Regions from separate parts of the Zea mays genome. Here region 1 is linked to region 2. Evidence: chromatin contacts called from public Hi-C data. All regions are on one chromosome and are shown on one strand. Each heading gives the region's core, a stretch centred on a gene start, on an enhancer-like site or on the middle of the called end of the contact. The rest is flanking DNA. Distances are from core to core; before and after follow the strand shown. Region 1 holds the start of LOC100283734. Region 2 holds the start of LOC542405 (MFS18 protein).

Region 1 (3,608 bases), core at 502-3,001, 270 kb before region 2:
TTATGGTTGCTTCAACTTCCTGGATTTGCCATTCATGTCAAATGCTACATCACGGTCCAATTTTTCACATAATCTTGAAGAAATTACAGAAAGCCTGAAACAAGATGCCAATGAATCTTAACCTTATCATCTCTAATCTTTAGCTCGTTCATGTGATCTTGCAACTTTTCGGCACCAATGCTGGTGCTGCTGCTGTTCTTGTACCCAGAAGGGGCAACACCAGCTGAAGCCATCTCTAAAGAAAGCCAACGCGCAGCAACTCAGCTTTGCATCAACTCCCTCAACAGCAGTAGATCTATTGGGCTACCTGTAAGTGGATTAACAACCAAATTGATCAGAGGGATGGTTCTAGATATTGCAATGGCAGTAACATTCGCAACGGCAGAGGGTTAATGTCTAACGAGCTGAACTTTGTTAACGAGTACAACCCATCCGACGAATCTAGCTGAACTTAGTTTGTTAACGAGTACAACCCATCCGACGAATCTAGGTAAATGTAAGAAAATAGAACAAGTTCTTCCTAGCTTGAAAACACGGAATGGTCATGAGCCAAGCGTACAACCGACAGAAGACAGAGCACAGGATCACCCAATAGTGGACACATTGCAAGAACCGCTCACGACTCGCAAAAAGAAGTCATTCGTATTTGATGTACCATAGTTTAGCCATGGAAACGGAGGGCCTTCTTATCTTAACCCTCTTCTCTAAAGATTTGGCAGATAATCGCAAGGATACAGACGCTATGTTCATCCGCGAAGCAACGCTTCCCTTCTAAATGGTACTCCTATAACTTAGAATGGAAGCTCGCTGCATATGTCTCGCCGTCTCGGCCAGAACTCAAGCATATTAGGCAACGTTCTCCAAACTCTTGTGAAGTCAAAGCAAATTATCCTGATTAAGGACCCCCCCCCCCCCCCCCCCCCCCAAGGATCAATTCAGGGGCATTTCCGAGCCTGTAACAAAGGGGGACAAGCAAATCCACAAAGAATTGACGGATTGGGCACTAATTGGTGGATTTGATTTCCTATGGAAGCCTAGAGCACAACCCATGCACCCATATACAAGAGGAAAAGAAGTCATGAGATCCGCGGAAACGCTCCTCTCGGCTGACTAAAAACACGAACACAAACTGAGAAAGAGCGCATCTTTCAGATAACGATGCCAACTTCGTCAACACCACAAGAGACGCTCCAGAAAATGCCACTGACCCGCGCGAAGAACAGGCACAACCCGGCCGCGAACGGTGCGCGCCTCTCACCGGGAAAAGGCAGATCCCAGGAGATGGATGACCAGAGCTCCCAGAATCGCCAGCGGCGCACGCAAACATGGACCAAGGACGCCCATTCGCGGTCACAAACTAGCAACAGAGAAGAACAAACCGAAAAAACAAACAGCCAAATCTAGGAGCAAGAACAGATGGGTGTCCATACCTGTAACCTCCTCTTGTTGCCCTCCTCCTTCCTCCACCAAAGAAATCTATGTGTTCCCGTCCAAGATTTGGTTCCCCTTCTTTCGCCTTCTACCTCCTCCTCCTCTCTACCTCCCTGTTCTCTGGCTGCTCACTCTCCTACCCCTTTCGGTATCCGTTCTCCCACCCTCCCCCGTCTCTTCTTTTCGCTTGTCGGGACGCAGGCACAGTAGAATACTGCTCCCAACGCGACGCAGCGGCCAAAATGATTTGTGCCTACCGTGCCGAGGCCTGCAGTCAAAGCACCCACCACCACCACGCCCGCGCGCACTACCCGCCCGCCGATCCCTCCACTTTAAAGCCTGTCTCCGGCTAGTGCTGGCAATTGGGCCAGCAGTGCCGGTCCGACCCAAACCTATGGTTCCTTCGTGCTAAACAAGTTCAGGCCAAGAAAGTTAAAAAAAACTTTTAGACCGTATCGTGTCAGTCTGAAATGTAAAAACAGTGGTCTAGTCTGATCCTAAATCACGTCATGTCTTTGTTGAATCGTGCCGGCCAAAGCCCGACCCATTTATTTGACAATATAAAATCAAAATATTACAACTACATAAAGTTTATAGCTTAATAAATTAAAGATATTAAACAACCCTAGCATTATTTCACAACATACTCTAAATATCATAACAATATAAAGTCGGTAGCTTACTAAATTAAAGTAATTAAACAATTTGGACTACATTGGGTTGTGCCGGCCCAAGCTCGGTCCATCTGTACGGACCGTGTCGGGGACCAGCGGGCCAGAATTTGAGGCCCAACCTAGGCCCGTCTTCGGACCATGCTAGCCCGACTCATATTATTTCATGTCGGGTCGTGCTTTGGGCTTCTGTTTTCGTGTCATACTCGTGTTGGCCCAAAAAGCCCGTCCATATTCACAGCACTATCTCCGACAACAGACCAACAATATGACTAATACCCCGTTTGGACGGAGTTAGAAATTAACATCAGCTTTACAGAATTATATTGTTTGATTGAATATAAAATTAATATTTGGAATAAAAGACTCAGTTATCCGAATTGGACTATATCTAGAAATTCACTATCTCAATACAAAGCACTACCACTCTTTATTGCGTGAAATTAGACCACATAATTTTAAACTCTAACTAATATAATACTCGTGTGTTGCGATGGTACACAATCGTATTTCATGATATTGGTTAGGAAGGCGTACCCGCAATGCAATCAATGATTGAGCGAAGTAAACGAGTCATATGAATTCTCCCCAAAAATGCCAATAATAAATAAAATTAATATCAAAGTGAGCATATTGTCTATAGACCAGATATTAAATTGATAAAAATAAATATTACACTTTATTTTAGCAAAAAAGTCGAGAAAGATATGAGTTAAAAAGAATTCAATCCCTGTTTTTATAGAGCTCTCTGTAGCTCGTCCTCCTTCAGTTAACGGTGTGTTACTATATGTGTACGACTTCCTGTTATATTAGGCTCAGTGGCTTCTCACCATCTATATATGGTGTAACAGCCTTGATGACTTATAACTCAAGACATTGACTTCATATAAACACATGGTATGACTGTCGGTTTTAAAGATCCACAACATCTTCTACTGAACCTATGCCCTTTTATTTTCTCTTAGACACACACATTAAACACATAATTCATGGACACAATAATCTAATAGAGAAGAAAACATGCCTCATCAATTATCAAGCATAGGCCATGCATGAGTTGAGCGGTGTCTAGTATTGTCTTGCGTCATGCATGAGGGGTGGTTAATTCCGATCCAGCTACAAAAAACATATGAGCTAATGAACCAAATGCCTCGAACAACAGCCATCCATTACATATTTGTCGTCCATGTTTTGCATCGGAAGGCCACCAACCATCTCTATCTCGTTCCCAACTGGCCTAGCTCTGGCGAAACAGTACACGCTCAGCTTTGAATAGGCTACAATAAAATGCTCGCCAAGGACCCGTCGCAAGCACGCGACGGCTTTGTAGCTCCTCACTCCCGAGGAAGCACTTCTCCTAGCCGCTAGCAATGACTTGTGACGCTTCGTCTCTCTTCTCCGCCACGACGTTTGTGGCGATGGCGCTCATCATGCTCATCGATTATGGCAGCACTACGTGCCACACGGTGCGTGACTTGTGACGCTTCGTATCTCTTCTCCGACACG
Region 2 (3,575 bases), core at 366-2,865:
CATTTTAGGGCCCTTGAGCGAAAGCTAATTTAGAGGGCCCTCTCATCATCCTCTCTATATATATGTATGTATGTAATATATATTTATATACAAAGTTTTTTAAAAAACATGATCATTGATCACAAATGATTTTTCAATAAATTTAGTTTTTAAAAGTTTTTTTAAATGGAAAAGTCACTGAGATTCAATATGCAATAGAGAGATTAGGATAAAAATCCATATCTATTATATTTAAAAAAAAATATGTAGCAGATAATACTCCATTTAAAAATCTCTTATCTTGGTCTTTTGCTCGCTTGGTGCCAAAGTAAAATAGATAAAATTCCGCTTTAAAATCCTATATAGAATATATTAATAATCAACCATTAGTTCGTGAGATTGAAAAAATATACACATATAATATAAGAACTAGTACAACATACACTATGGCTACAATCACCTAATGAACACACACTCAGCGCCTCGCCACATCGCGTTAGGAGTCTGCGACGATTTGTTTGCTCTGTGACTGCAATAGACTCATCGATTCGTTTCTCAGATTTTCAACAAGCTACAGCTAGCGAAAGGACTACCGAATAGTGTCTCAACTAAGACCAATTACTAAATATCCATAGCACATATCATATACTTATATTTAGTACATATTTGGGGGGCCTATACCTTCGGGGCCCTGGGCGGCTGCCCACCCCTAGGGCCGGTCCTGCTTGTTTGGCAGCAATGTTTCTCAAAATCATGGCTTTACAATACTATACTTGCAATTGTTATGATAATACCGTGGTTTTGATAGCTCCAAAAATAACATGGTTTTGACAAACATTGTTTGGATAGAACATTGTAAACCATGATATTAAGCAAGAGCTAGTCATATCATGAAAATACTTTGGATTGGAGTGGAGTTTTCAATACTCCAAAAATACTTTGGTGTCTACAAAACCATGGTTTTGAAAATATACTTTCCAGGAATGCAACTAAACATTTCATGACATAAAATACTATGGTATTAGCCAAACCCCAAAAAAAACTTCACTCCAATCATGTCCTTTATAGTACCACCCACCATGCATGTGTCACGCATGCATTGCAATTGCATGCATGCAGCCGTAGCTAGCAGAATGCCAATGTATGCAATGCAAGCTTCCACTGGAATTTCAATTTCAAAGGCATGCACTGCACAACCACAGCCCACAGCTAGGCGTCACCGTACCATTTATCAAACCGCGTCGAGATCTGAGAGAGAGAACAAAAAAGAAAAAAAAATCCGCCTTTACTTCGTCGTCTCTCCATGCACGGCGCCATGCATATGCATATGCGTCGTATGCAAGGCCAGCAAGGGTGGTGGTGGTGGCTGGTGAAGTGACCTGGGGAAATTTTAATGGCGGTCACAGGATGGCATGCAGTAAAGAGCAGCAGCAGGTACCCTGCCTCTCCTTTAAGCCAGCCTCTCTCCTCCTTAACGCCCGCCACCTACCGCGCTGCTGCTACCCCGCGCGGCCGCGCCCCTCTGTCCGACTGTCCCGGCCGGCCGATGAGCTCGCTGCGCCGTCTTCAATACCGCCCAGCCGTCTCCCCCGCTATAAAAGCACCTGCCTCGCCACCTCTCTCTCCTCACGATCACACACCACTCCACAGCAGTAGCAAGAGGGATAGAGCAAGGCCACACACACACACACACCACTAGGCTAGGTTAGCCTTTTAATCGTCGTCGAGAAGCAAGAAGGGCGCGCACGCAAGCAGGCAAGCAAGAAGAGAGCCGATCGACCGAGAGCTAGCACGCGATGGCGAGGTCTTCCAAGATGATGGTGGCGGCAGCTCTGCTGGCCTTGGCCCTGGCCGTGTCGACCGCCGAGGCGAGGAACATCAAGACCACGACGACGGAGAAGAAGGACGACGCGGTGGTGCAGCCGCAGACCTTCCCGCCCTTCGACCGCCTCGGCGGCGGCGCGTCCCCGGCGTTCGGCGGCCTCCCCGGCGGCAGCATTCCTGGCAGCAGCATTCCCGGGTTCAGCATGCCCGGCAGCGGCAGCAGCCTACCCGGGTTCAGCTTGCCCGGCAGCGGCAGCATGCCCCTCTTCGGCGGCGGCTCCCCGGGCTTCAGCGGCTTCGGCGGCATGCCCGGGTCGCCCACCGCCGGCTCCGTCCCCGAGCACGCCAACAAGCCCTGAACGCCAACAAGCGTGGTAGTAGAGTGGTGCTACTGTTACTGTAGTACGTCGTCGTCTTCATGCATGCGTGGTTCGTGGTTTCCCCTAGCTCCATACGAGCAGTAGTTGGGCCTTGCACGTACCGTACGTCTAGCTAGCTATATATATATAGCTTGTGTTCTACTGCCTTTTAGTTTAATTACCTGCCTGCATTGGAGAGTTGGATCTGTTTCATTTGGTGGTGTTTGCTTTACTATTAGGTCAGTATCTGTTTGTGGAGACTTGGTGTTTAATTTATTTAGCCGTTTGTGACTGGTTGTAGCTAGCGGTGGTGCGGTGGTGATGTTCTTGAGGCATGAATAATGCTACATGCATGTGATGTATCCATGTTTTGTGTGTGGTAAACCTGTTGTTTGTATAAGCTGTATGCATGGGTCTTTAATTTGTTTTTGAAGCAGGGTTCACGTTATTAATTTGTCACTACTTTGTTCGGTTCGCATCATTAATTTGTCACTACTTTTGTTTTGAGTGACTTTCGGAATCTCTGAAAAAAAAGGTCATTCCAACGTACTACACAAGTTAGGAAGCAAATGCAGCAGATAACATATGCAAGGCATATATATTACACACCCAGACACGAACGAAAGCATCAAACAGCTGGACAGTACAGTTTAGGATAAACTAATGAAGAACCATTTCAAACGAAGTGGGAAGAAAAATAGTCAATAATAATAAATTACGAGCAAGCTTTTAAGTCACGGACATGTCAGTGTACTGCTGCGGCAATTTAATGCTCTATATGTGGTGTAGTTACTGCTTATGTCCTCTGGGCTCTCGGATCCCTATCTAAACAAACCGTCGTCCGTGGAGACGAGATAAATCGATCAAACACGCAGTAAAAAAATGGTATTTTCTAACCGTTTCGAATGCGTCATGCTTTCAGAATGCTGAATGCCATTTTTTCTACTCAGTTCCCAATCTATCTTCAGCAATCAGTCAGTGACTACCCTCCACGCAAAATGAACGCTCGGCCTCTCTGTATTCTCAAATCCACGGGTTTCTCTCTTCTTTGGGCTGGATTGGTGGACAGATAAATGGAGAGATCCATGAGAAAGTTCGAATAGAGAGGCGATTCTCCATACTTGTACACCAAATCAATCCTAAGAGCTTGTTTGGGAGCAAATGTAATGGATGGAATTGGGGGCTATAATTTCTCACTATTCAACTTTAAGGGGGTGTTTGGTTTCTAGGGACTAATTTTAGTCTCTCTATTTTATTCTAATTTAGTTTCTAATTTTCTAGGCTAAGTTGATGAGCCTTGTTAATGATGCACTGTAACAAGTCTGCTACGAGAACAAAAAGTAGCGGTGAGACAGTTCATCACATCTTTATTCACTGTGTCCTTCCGAAATATGTTTGGAGATATCCTCAAGG

Evidence for each region. A called contact is a pair of places that touch in the nucleus more often than the background predicts.
Region 1: a contact with region 2 is called in a Hi-C map of ear, with 2.6 times the contacts expected there. The contact joins the promoter of LOC100283734 here to the promoter of LOC542405 in region 2. A contact is called at or near these places in 2 of 25 Hi-C or Micro-C datasets (ear and tassel).

What each region holds. Positions count from the first base shown.
Region 1 is chr3:35,123,154-35,126,761 of Zm-B73-REFERENCE-NAM-5.0, reverse strand. It overlaps LOC100283734, which reads right to left and starts at 1,751. Exons shown (of 12, transcript NM_001156633.2): 1 at 1,431-1,751; 2 at 123-307; 3 at 1-19. The coding sequence starts at 233.
Region 2 is chr3:34,855,470-34,859,044 of Zm-B73-REFERENCE-NAM-5.0, reverse strand. LOC542405 (MFS18 protein) reads left to right here and starts at 1,615. Exons shown (of 1, transcript NM_001138443.1): 1 at 1,615-2,620. The coding sequence starts at 1,776. The coding sequence ends at 2,162.